Regions from separate parts of the Mus musculus genome. Here regions 1 and 2 are each linked to region 3. The links are chromatin contacts, called in public promoter capture Hi-C maps. All regions are on one chromosome and are shown on one strand. Each heading gives the region's core, a stretch centred on a gene start, on an enhancer-like site or on the middle of the called end of the contact. The rest is flanking DNA. Distances are from core to core; before and after follow the strand shown.

Evidence for each region. Promoter capture Hi-C pulls out the DNA fragments that hold promoters and counts their contacts.
Region 1: a contact with region 3 is called in a promoter capture Hi-C map of liver, with 6 times the contacts expected there. The contact joins the promoter of Ncbp1 here to the promoter of Exosc3 in region 3. A contact is called at or near these places in 13 of 39 promoter capture datasets (the 3T3-L1 cell line, 3T3-L1-derived adipocytes, the C10 cell line and 8 more), 5 of 115 datasets of contacts at active chromatin or transcription factors (bone marrow-derived macrophages, embryonic hindbrain, embryonic stem cells and 2 more) and 3 of 9 other capture datasets (adipose tissue, embryonic stem cells and liver).
Region 2: a promoter capture Hi-C map of cranial neural crest shows a contact between it and region 3. The contact joins the promoter of Tmod1 here to the promoter of Exosc3 in region 3. A contact is called at or near these places in 2 of 39 promoter capture datasets (the 3T3-L1 cell line and cranial neural crest).

Annotation. Positions count from the first base shown.
Region 1 is chr4:46,136,630-46,140,351 of GRCm38.p6, forward strand. It overlaps Ncbp1 (nuclear cap binding protein subunit 1), which reads left to right and starts at 1,882. Exons shown (of 23, transcript NM_001033201.3): 1 at 1,882-2,257. The coding sequence starts at 2,224. It overlaps Tstd2 (thiosulfate sulfurtransferase (rhodanese)-like domain containing 2), which reads right to left and starts at 1,846. Exons shown (of 10, transcript NM_173033.3): 1 at 1,751-1,846.
Region 2 is chr4:46,037,550-46,041,018 of GRCm38.p6, forward strand. Tmod1 (tropomodulin 1) reads left to right here and starts at 1,673. Exons shown (of 10, transcript NM_021883.2): 1 at 1,673-1,760.
Region 3 is chr4:45,318,283-45,321,902 of GRCm38.p6, forward strand. Exosc3 (exosome component 3) reads right to left here and starts at 2,334. Exons shown (of 4, transcript NM_025513.4): 1 at 1,989-2,334; 2 at 1,268-1,417. The coding sequence starts at 2,309.

The DNA of each region.
Region 1 (3,722 bases), core at 632-3,131, 820 kb after region 3:
ATTAATTTTTCTGAGTCTGGGTCTTGCTATATAGTAGGGGCTGGCCTTGAGGTTCTAGTAATCCTAAATTTAAGATTCCCCTTGCCTCTACTTCTAGAATTCGGGGCCACTATACCAGGCCCAATGCTTTGCCATCCTTTGAAAGTCAGCAATCCACTTTGAACTACACTCACTTCTTATCTGATTTAGTAATGGTTAAGGTTTGGTTTCTAACCTTGGACCAAGGTGCATATTTTACATATCAAAGCAGACATGGTCTTCAGGTTCTCCCAGTATCCCATAGTCCCTATCTGGTATACCCTGTCCCAACCCTGAACCTTCCCCCAGAGGCTCCTCTCTATACAATCCAGACCTTTTGGCCTCCTTGTTGGGCCTCCTTCCCTTCTTTCTTTGCTCCTGTGTTCTTCCCTCCTCCACCCCCATCCCCATAGTGACTTCCCTGGTCTCAATCCTGGTAGCGGTCAGTGAACTCACCTGAGAGCAGATTCCCAATAAACCCATTTTTAATATATTCTCATCTGGCTCGAATTGGCTCATTTCAGGCAACTGGAGCCAGATGAGAATATATTAAAATCCTTTCTTGGAGGACTCTTCCAAAGTCTTACTCTGGATAATCTGTCCTCAATAGCAAAGGATGAGTGATAATTTGTACCACTCGCCCTTTGCTATTAAGTCCGTCAGACTACAGTACCTGTGATCATTCCTGAGAGGGTCACTTAGGGCTTCAGTATCCTGAACACCGTCTCGTTGTCCCATGTACAGACGGTGACAAATGTTAATTAATACAATATAGTACTTGCTGAATGAAATAAAGCAAGAGTTGAGGAGTCAGAGAAATAACTCTGTAGGTCCCTGACAGTTAGTCATGTAAATTTCAGAGCAGAGACCAACAGATAAAGAAAATAAGTCTTGATTCCTAAAATGTGAACAAGCTGGACTTTAGCAGAAGAACATGGTGGTTTACACACAATGACGGGAACAGAACCCAAGAAGCCATAGTTTGGAATTCGCAGTGGAAATTCCTGGAAAGATGGATTGCTTGCATGTACGAATAAATAAATGAAAAGAATAGAAAAACGATAATCTTTAAAATAAACAAAGAGAAGTAGAGCCGGAAAGATGGCAAGATGGCTCACTGGTTAAGAGTGCTTACTGCTCTAGCAGAAGACCCGGGATTCAGCACCCCCACCCCGCTCCCGCGCACTCTCCTCCTTGCTCACAGAGAGTCTGAAACTCCAGTTCCAGGATGATGTACAGACTTACAAATACATAAAATATTGCTTTAAGTCTGTGAAGAGTTTTAAGCATAGTAAATAAGTTTGACTAGACTTGCTCTCAGAGTATAGCAGGCAGTGTTAGTGGATAAACTGTAACACAGGAAGTGAAGGAGCTAATGACTCCTCCCTAAATTCTTGGATTTAAGCAAACTACCGAAACGGCCATTTACTGTAACAGGTAAGACTGAAGGAAAAGTTTGGGCTAGACCATGGACAAGACAGTTTGGTGTCCATCACAGGGCAGAGGACGTCCACATACTGTACACGTGCAGAGGAATAGAACAATTGGAACCACACCGATCAGTAGCTGGGGCGTCCGTCAGCTGGGAGAAGTAGGCAGTAGGACTACAGTGAGCAGATTCAGCCGGACGGGCCTGGATTCCCTACCGCTGAAAGTGGCTTGCCCTCCTCCCCGCTCAGGTCTCCCGAGGCGTCTACAGCGGGATGGCGAGAGAGAAAGAGAGAACACCTACCCGCAAACCCTAGGCCTTTCCTGGGTCTCCCTTCACCAACTTGGCGCTGCTCCCCGCCCTCGAGCCCACGCCCCCCGGCGCGCGCGTGCGCAGAGAGTCCCTGAGCCGTCACCTTTCTCCGGAAGTCTCCTAAGTCGTCGGCGCAGGGGCCGCCGGGAAAATCCCGCCGGGCCTGTATAAAGCCGAGGCGGGATCGCTGCGGCCCGGATAATTTAGCTCGCTGTCCAGAAGGGCCCGGGGTGGAAAGCCGGAGGAGGCGGCCGCAATTGGACTTGCAGACGCCGGCCTTCCACTGCGGAGCCCATCCGGTGCCCCTCTGCACGCGCTTCCGGCAGGCGTCGTAAGCGAGTGCGCCTGCGCGCCGCTCAGTCCGCGCGCCTCGCCGCTGACCGCGCACCGGCCGGCCGGCAGCCCGACGGTTCTGGGGTTGCAGGCGGCTAGCAACTCAGATCGGCTGCGCACCAGCAAGCAGCATGTCGCGGAGGCGGCACAGCTACGAGAACGATGGTAAGTGCTCTCGGCCTGGCCACTGCGTCCGGGTGAGAACCGAGGCCGGGCTCGCCTTCAGTCTCCCGGGAACGGATAGGAATCCTTTCTCCCCGGGAGGGCTCGGGGAGCCCCAAAGGGAGGCTGCTGGCTCGGTTGTGGATAGTGGCTTCGGGAAAGCGACGGCCTCCCTGCTACCCCATCTCCTTCAGTCATGGGAAAGGAAGGCCTGGTGAATCCCGTGAGCAAATCCGACCTGGGGTCCCGCGACACTGAGGACTTAATCCCTCACTACTGATCATGGAAACCGCACGTGTGTCTGTCTGCTGCTGCCTCTTAGGATCACTTAGTGGAGGAGATATATCTAGTGGACCAGTGTTTTCCTTTTAGCCCTCCAGGGTGTACTTGGAAAGGACCCTGGGAAGACAGGAAAAGAACAAAGCTATGACAGAGGTCGGATGTATTGCAATCTGAGCCCTTCTCCTCCACCTGCCACCCGCTGATTCCCCTCTTTTAGGCTTCAAAAAAAGAATACCAACACCCCAGAGGTCACTAATAAACAGGCACGGGGTGTTTTGTTGGATTGGCTTTAAGCATATTTCCCTTATAAGAAAGTGCAGGAAAACCCGAGCAGATTATTAATTCTCATGTCAGTTTTGATGGTCGCCGGCAAGGACGTCGTTGTGTTGCCATAAATTTTGTTTTGTTGCACCATTATTGCCTTTCAAGAACACACTTGGAGCTGTTAGTGTTAGGTCCAAAGGGTTAAGGCAAGAAAAAACTTTAGAACCGAAGGGTTTAGGTTCGAAGCTCGACATCTCGATTATTTACTATGTGATCTTGTCAGGGTCATATGACTTCTTAAACCTAAGCGTGGACTGTGGATAATACTAAGCCATTTGGTTTCTACGGGGGGCTAAATGAGATATTGTGCTCACCAGTAGTTCATGATGATGTTTATTTTGTCAACTGCTAATGTCTCAGAGGTGATACACACAGATAAATGCTGACATCGTTGAGAAAAAAAGCCCTCCCTCCCCCAAGTTTAATTGGGTTAGCTTCCTCCCTTGGAATGTTAAGACAACCAAGCGAATCCCATATAGTGGAGCCCCAGGTTTCTGCCAGTAGTACCTGAGAGAATGTCCTAATACATCAGGAGTGCCGACTTGCTAAACAGTTTCCTAGCTTCTGTGCTTGCAGTGGAGTAGGAGGCAGTAGAACAGTGGAGGCTCCCTCCCCTGGGTTAAGACAAACCCCACAGCGGTATAGTGCAATTCGTTATAAGGTCACGGGGTTGTGGAGAATAATGTGAGGTAAAGGGTGTAGAGACCAAAGTGAGAGAGAAGCTGGTTAGGTAAGGCCTCCTTGCAGATGGCCTATGGCTTCAGTGATGTGAGGATGAGCCGTGTGGATGCTTGGAGGAAGCAGAGGTCCAAAGGAAACCGTGAGTTAAGGTTAGAACATTTCTGTCGTGTTAGAGAACAGA
Region 2 (3,469 bases), core at 423-2,922, 720 kb after region 3:
CTGTATTGAAGTCCGGAGTCCATTCCCAGTGGACCAGAGCCCTGCCTGTGAGAGACTAAGGTAGCAAAGTACCAGACACAGCTGGCAGAGCACCTGGGAGCCAGAGACAGCTGTCTTTAAAAGGCTGGAGGAGAAAGAGCAAAGTGGAAGGATACGCACTGTTGCATATTACATATGTGGTATATGGTATGTGTCCATATTGTGTTGATATATTGGGTATTTCGGTAAAAATAGGCAAGAAGTTTGAACGAACACTTCACAAAAAAAGAAAATCCAGCTGGCCAATAAACAAAAAGGTGTCAGCAAATGTGAACACAGGGCATTGGTGTTGTGGATCAAAGCCTCAATGAATGCGGCTCCTCTCTACCAGTGTAGCTACAATGTAGCAATTCTTGTTAAACCGAAGTGGTTTAACTTAAGTGGGAACCACTTGCAAGTAGCATTAATCCTCTGCTCATCTCTCCTAGAGACTCAACTCTCCAACTCAGCTTCCTGCAGACCATGAGAAAGAATAATCTGAGCCACACTAATATTCTGAATTTCCACTACTAGCAAAGTACACTTTTAAAATAGGATGCATTCATATGGAAATACCATATTATGTTCATATGGTAAATTCGCTGGGGATGAAACCTATAAATTGAACAGTAGGAAAGAATGGTGCGTCACAAATTAGCCTCAGCAGCGAGCAAGAGGCACCAACCTGACAATAAGGGCAAGACTTCTGGAAGGGTCCACAAAACAGTGTCTTAGAAGGGAGAGGTGGGTGACTGGGGAGCGGGGTCAGGCTGTTGGTTGGCTTGCACAGGTGTTCTTACTATAAAATTCAGAAAGCTACACACTAATATGTGCCCTGAAAGTATTTACACCCACAACAAAACGCTTAAAAATAAGTCCTTGGGAATAGTAAGTCCCTGCTTTGTTTAAAAATACACCCCACTTCTCCCTTGAAAAGGACATTCTTAATAGGGCGAGGGTTTTATAATACAGTAATGCATTAGGAAAATACTTTTCAGCGTTTCTCCTTAGGCATCTAGGAATTAAGATTTCCCTCACCAAAAAATACGGTAGGATAATCCAACGGAGATGTTCCCTGTGCCTGTTTGGATTCGTTGGTAGGAGCCGTTTGTTTATTGAAACACTTAAAGGCTTCGGTTTGGGTTTAAGTGGTTTGTTCTGGAGAGAACACATTAGCCTTTTAAGAAGGAGGAACTTTCATTCCGATTATTTTAAGTGGTGATTTCGGACGCTCCAGTCTCAATGCTGTGTAGGGAGAAGGCGTTCAATTCTGCGTTGGAATTGCACGTCCACAGATGGTTATTAAGCCCTGGGCCCGTGCCAGTCCTGGCCGAGGGGACAGGTTGCCTCTTCAAAGGAAGCTAGGTGTAGCTGTGCTGACTTTACTGGAACATTCTAGACGAGAGTAAAGATCTGCGCGACTTTGTCCAGATACCTCCAACGTAGCATAAAATCAAGTTGGAGAAACCGAGAACAAGGCAGGGAACCACACATTCCCCTGCCTCCGGGGCTGGGGTGGCCCTAGATCCTAATAGCGAGTGTTGCTCCCAGGCCGGGGACCGCGCAGCACCCTGTCGCCCCTGGTAGAGCAGGAGGGCGGGGAGGGCGGCGGGTTGGGGCGGGGCGCGGTGACAGCAGAACAGGGCCCGCCCCCGGCTTCCCACCCGCGGCCGCCAGGGAACTCGCCAAGCCCCGCGTTCCGCTCATTGCCGCCGCCCGCGCTCGCGCCACCCCGCATCCCGGTAAGACCCCCCGCCCGCCATCCCTAGGTCCCCCTCGGCCTCGCGGGGCTCCCTGCCGCCGCGCCGGGGCGCAGCCATATCTGGGCAAAATATTCAGCTGTCGCAGCCGCTGAGAAGGGACTGAGCACGGTTCCCTCTATAAATAGCCGCCGCCTCGGGTGGCCTTCGGGGATCGGGGTCCGGTTCCCCAGCCTGATGATCGGGTCGCTGGCGCTAAGCGTCCCTGCAGCCTGATGCGCCCAACCCTAGTCAGGGCGCCCGGGGCACTAGACCTGGTCTCCCGGGGACCTTGGGAGCCGCCCGGGGTGCCTTGGGCATTGGCACGTTGTGAGCTGGTCACGAGCCCTCCTGGGAGTCTGGGGAGGAAGGGGATACACGCTCGGGGGACGCTGAGTCCTCTGAGCACCGATCTGGCCGGCGCCTGAAAAGTTTCCCAAACTGCTGGAACTAGCTGAGGTTTAAAGCACCAGCTGCGCTTGCCTCGCTGCGCGCAACCAGGTAGAGGCAGGAGGCCACTGGTTGTCTCCAGTTTGAGGGGCGGCCTAGGCAACCCTCCTTTCTTTTCTGGATCTCGTTTTCCTGTTTGTAAGGTGAAGTTAGGGTCCTTCAAAGAGATGGTACCCGGGGCCACGAGAGTGGCCAGGGCGTGCTCTGAACTGCCTACACTCCCCTGCACCTGTTCTGCAGTTTCAGGCAGGGTAAGGATGCTGAGGACACAGCTGCAAAAGTCAGAGACTTTGGTGGCTCTTGGAACTCAAATCCTGGCCTAGGACCCACTGTGGCCCTCGGAATAGCCTGGGAAGTGTGCCTGGGGTGTTTGGGAGCATCTCTAGGCTGAGTTGCTAGCAGCACCTCGGCAAAACAAGTGACCAAATGAACTGGGCAGGCTCAGGCAATTCAGTTCCCTGTGTGGCACCTGTGATAACTCCCTTAACCCGGAACCTCCCCAGCTCTCTGTTTAGTTACCTCTCTCAGCTTTCCCCATGAGATTCCGAAGACCTGGCAGAGCCAGACTCTAAACCCAGATTCTGGGTTCTTTCTTAGTGGGGGCTCCCTCCCACAGGGTTTATCTTTCACCCTGGGTCCCACTGTTGCCCCTGTAAGGGCTTCAGAACCCTTTGCTCAAGGTCATGCCAACCCCCACTGCAGTCTGCTTGCCTTTCCTGTCTCTACCGACCTTTCCTGGCAGGTTTGGGGACTCTGCACCCCTCTTTTGTGATCTGCTAATGTCTGGGACTTTCCCAGGCTGGAGTAATAGTGTGGAGAGTCTAGTAATAGATCCTGAAGATCGCTCCGTTTTCTCTAAAGCTATCTCCGGGCTTCACAGATAAATGAGTGAAAGGGGAATCACCCAATAGGAAGATTCTCACCGACTTCAAACCTCACAACAAACAGGCAGAGTGAAGACAGGGCGCCTGTCACTCTGGCATCTGCTCTCTAATGAGCTAGCCTTGCAGTCCACGGTTTAGACAGCCACTGGCTCTTGGGTGCCTCGCATCCTAAGTGGGAAGTTAGAGCCCTCTAAAAATAGCCCAGCCCACCTTATCAGAGTCTCACACCTTCTCTCCCTTCTTGGGCAGGGCTCTTGGCTGCAGCTTAACTACAGAACACAGGGACTAGGTGGTGTCAGCTCTAAGCAATAAAGGGAATGGCCAGGAGTTCAGGCCCCTAGCTCCAGCCCCGGCTCTGTTACCCACTCAGTGTGACCT
Region 3 (3,620 bases), core at 1,084-3,583:
TTCAGATACTACTTCATGGAAAATTTGCTTTAAAATGTTACAAAACTGAACTTTAAAATGAAGCTAAGGAAACAATAAATTTGTTCTCTTCAACATTAAAAATACCCACTGTTGAGCTGGAGATGGCTCGTGGGCTAAGAGTACTTACTGCTCTTGTAGGGGACCCAGCTTTGGTTTCTAGCACCCGTGTAGCTGCTCACAACCTGTCATAACTCAAGTTTCAGGGGACCTGACCTTCCTGTCTGACCTCCACAAGAAGCTGTCACACAGCGTGCAAAAACATACATGTAGGCACACTTTCCTGTGCATACTTTAAAAATGCCTTGTAAGTCCCCACTGTTGTGGGTGATTACAAAACCTAGCGGGAATCATTACACCTTTTCCGGCTTCCTGGGCATGTGGTCCTGCACAGGGCAATGAGAATGAACCCAGTGTGTGGTGAATATGCAGGACAAGTGACGATGAGACAGTCATCAACTCAGTCAGCCTGGACCTCAAAGGTGATGTCTCCTAGGGCTGAGGACACAGCTCCAAACAGGAACACCATTAATAAAGACCCAAGGGAAGGAAACAAAGCCCAGTTACACTGTGAAGCTTAAATATGGTTCCATGAAGTAACAGAAACCACGAGGAAAGACCCCTGAGTACAATGCTCTCTGTGTGATTTGAACAATCCTTTTTTTAATGAGATTTTTTTTTTTAATGAGTTCATAAGATTGTTGCCCGCTCCTGTCAAAAGTGAGACAAAGGGGTTGGCATACAAAAGATAAGAGAAGGAACAAATAAGATTGAGTGACTAAAGACCCTTGAGAGTTGAAGAAAAAGCAGCAGAGAGGCCAGCACATTTCTGGCTCAGGTGTTCAGGAAGAACATGGCTAAACTACCCAGAAAGCCCAACCTGAAAACCTACAGAAACAAGATTACTCTTCTGTCAGCTCCAGCTCCAAGGATTTAGAGCCATGATGAACAGATAGCCAATAGTGCCCATGGCCCTTAGACTAGGGCCATTTTCCTCATGGGGTGGATTCAGACATGACAGGTAAGGAGGGGGATAGCAGATGTAACTCTTCAACCCGGTAGAAAAGAACCAAGGCTGCAAACATGACATACAGCAATACTTCTGGAGCCGCAGCGCCTGAGAAACTCTTATAAACTGTCTTGGAGAACTGGTTTATGCTTTGAAGACAATTCAAGTAGCCCTCTGGATAGTTAACTTTCTCGGGAGTGGATATTTTTTCTTGTTGAAACCAAAGACTCCCATTATTACCTGCACATTTGGTCTGTTTCTTTTAGTTGCCCCTTCAAATGCCAGGTAAGACAAAGACGCTGGCTCACTCCCTCCAACATCAACTTTGAATATATCTCCAGATTTAGCGATCACTATGCCAATCACGTGGTCCCCTTTCACAGGTACATACTAAAAGCAGAATGAAAGAACAGTCATAAATAATACAAATATCATTACAAAATATCTTCTGAAACTTTCATCTAGGTTGATCAGGGTGGGTCTCAACCTATCCAGCCAACTCATACTCCCCATGTAGCTGCAACTACAAAACCGGCCCGCACCAGTCCAACTTTATGAACGTCTAATTCACACTTGATCAAGTTTCAAGTTTTCTCAGCATCCTTTACAAGTCTGGTGGCACAAGAATCTTTACATTCAAGGAAACCCACTCCATTTGACATTATTCCTAAGTGAAAGCTCTTAATTATTCTATGGGAATTTTAATTCCCTGTGATTTATTTGGACTCATTGCAACTGGGACACCAAATGGCAACCCCGAGGCTTTGGGTTTTTCAAGACAAGATCTCACGGAACCTTTCTCTCCTGTCACCCTTCTCAGGATGTGTTCCTATTGTGGTTCCTCTAAAGAAGATGCAGAGAGGGGGCTAGAAGCCACCGCGGCTCTAGATTCGCCTTAACCTATGATCGCTTGCAGGGGGCCCACTTTCGCGGCAGCGCCGCCTCTCCGACATCCGCTCACCCGCTTCTGCTGCGAGTCCACCCAGTAAACGCCGCCGCCGCCTCCGCTGGGCTCCTTGTGACGCAGGCGGCCACACTTGGTGACCAGCAGACGGTCCCCGCAGCGTCGCAAACCTGGGCCACACACTACGCGCAGCCTCGGGCGCGCACCCGCATTCAGGCGTAACGGCTGCTCCCCGGCGCCGCCAAGGCCGTCTACGTCCTCGTGGTCCGGCAGCACCAGCTCCTCCCCGGGGAGAACCACCTGATTCAGCACCTTGTGCACGGCCCGTGCTCGGCAGCCCGCCACCGACTCCGGTCCCGCGGACAGTACTTCAGCCATGGCAGGCGTCACCATCGCAGCTTCCGGTATCTACTTCCGCTTCCGCTACCCGCCCACCAGGGTCATCTCTTTCCGGTGGTTGTGGGCTTTCTGAGTTGGACTTGAGCTTGGGAGATACTCGCTTCATCCCATGGGTGCTACTCCCTGCCCTGTGTCTGTAGCTTCACGGTACCTAATGTAACAATCTCCCACCTCCTCCCACACACATCACACCTTTTCACCTACTTGAGTTCATCTCTTCAGTGGCTTGGGAACATCGGTAACTCAGGAATTCTCCCAGCTACTTCTTTGGGAGCACACTAACAGCTATGTGAGAAACTGTTAAATCCAAAACCCACAATGTGCAAGAACTTAAGAACTTACAGTTTTCTGACTTTGGGGTTATCTGTGAAACCAGCGTTTCTCTGTCGGCATCTTCAATGAGTAATTGATTCAGTTCTCCAACAGCACTGAAGGCCTTGGCATTGACTGAGATCAGTTGCTTGATGCTTTGCTGCCAACTCGAGTTTATAGATTTTTTTTTTAGGGAAGGGGCATCACAATTCCTGCAAATTTGGTAAAATGCTGGCAAGCCATTTAATCCCTGGATATAAGGGACAACTGAAATACAAGTGCCCCAGCCAAGTTGTTAATTAGTGCTATTGAAAGACTGAGAGTAAGACTCCGAGGTAGGCAGATAAGGAGAGGAGCCACGGCTAGGTAACAGGTGATGAATTGTCAAGTTGGCTAACTTCTTCCTCAACCTCAACCTCCTAACTCAATACAAGCTTAGCAGCCTCAAAAAAAGGCTGTGTAGGCTTTTGTGTAGAGGGTAGGAGGGCATGTGCTTCCAGGTAGTCCTATAGAAACCAGAATTGTTAAACATGCAGATCTTTTTCTTCAATGGAAGAAATTGACAGCTATTCACTTGGAAGGCTGGAATGGAGGTTGTTGAATACCAGGTAATTTTACCATTCTGTGGAGCTAGCTCTCACCTGAATCCCCCTTTTCCTGAGCATTTCCAGTCCATAGACTCCATCCTTATAAGAGAGATCTCATGGATTTGAAAAAGAGTTTGCTATTATGATTATAAAAACCTTTCCTCCCTAGGCTCTTCTCCTGAGCATGTTTTCTCAGTCAACAGAACCCACTCTTGTGGAAGAGGTCATGGTGCTTTTCAAGAAAACATGCACTTTGCAAGGGAGTTTAGATATAACCGTGTCCTAAGCTTTGTGGTAATAGTTGTCACAAGAAAACCTTTTTTTTTTTCTTTTGAAAGTTTTACTGTTTAAATAAGTAATAAATAAATAAATAAAAATAAACTGGAGTCAG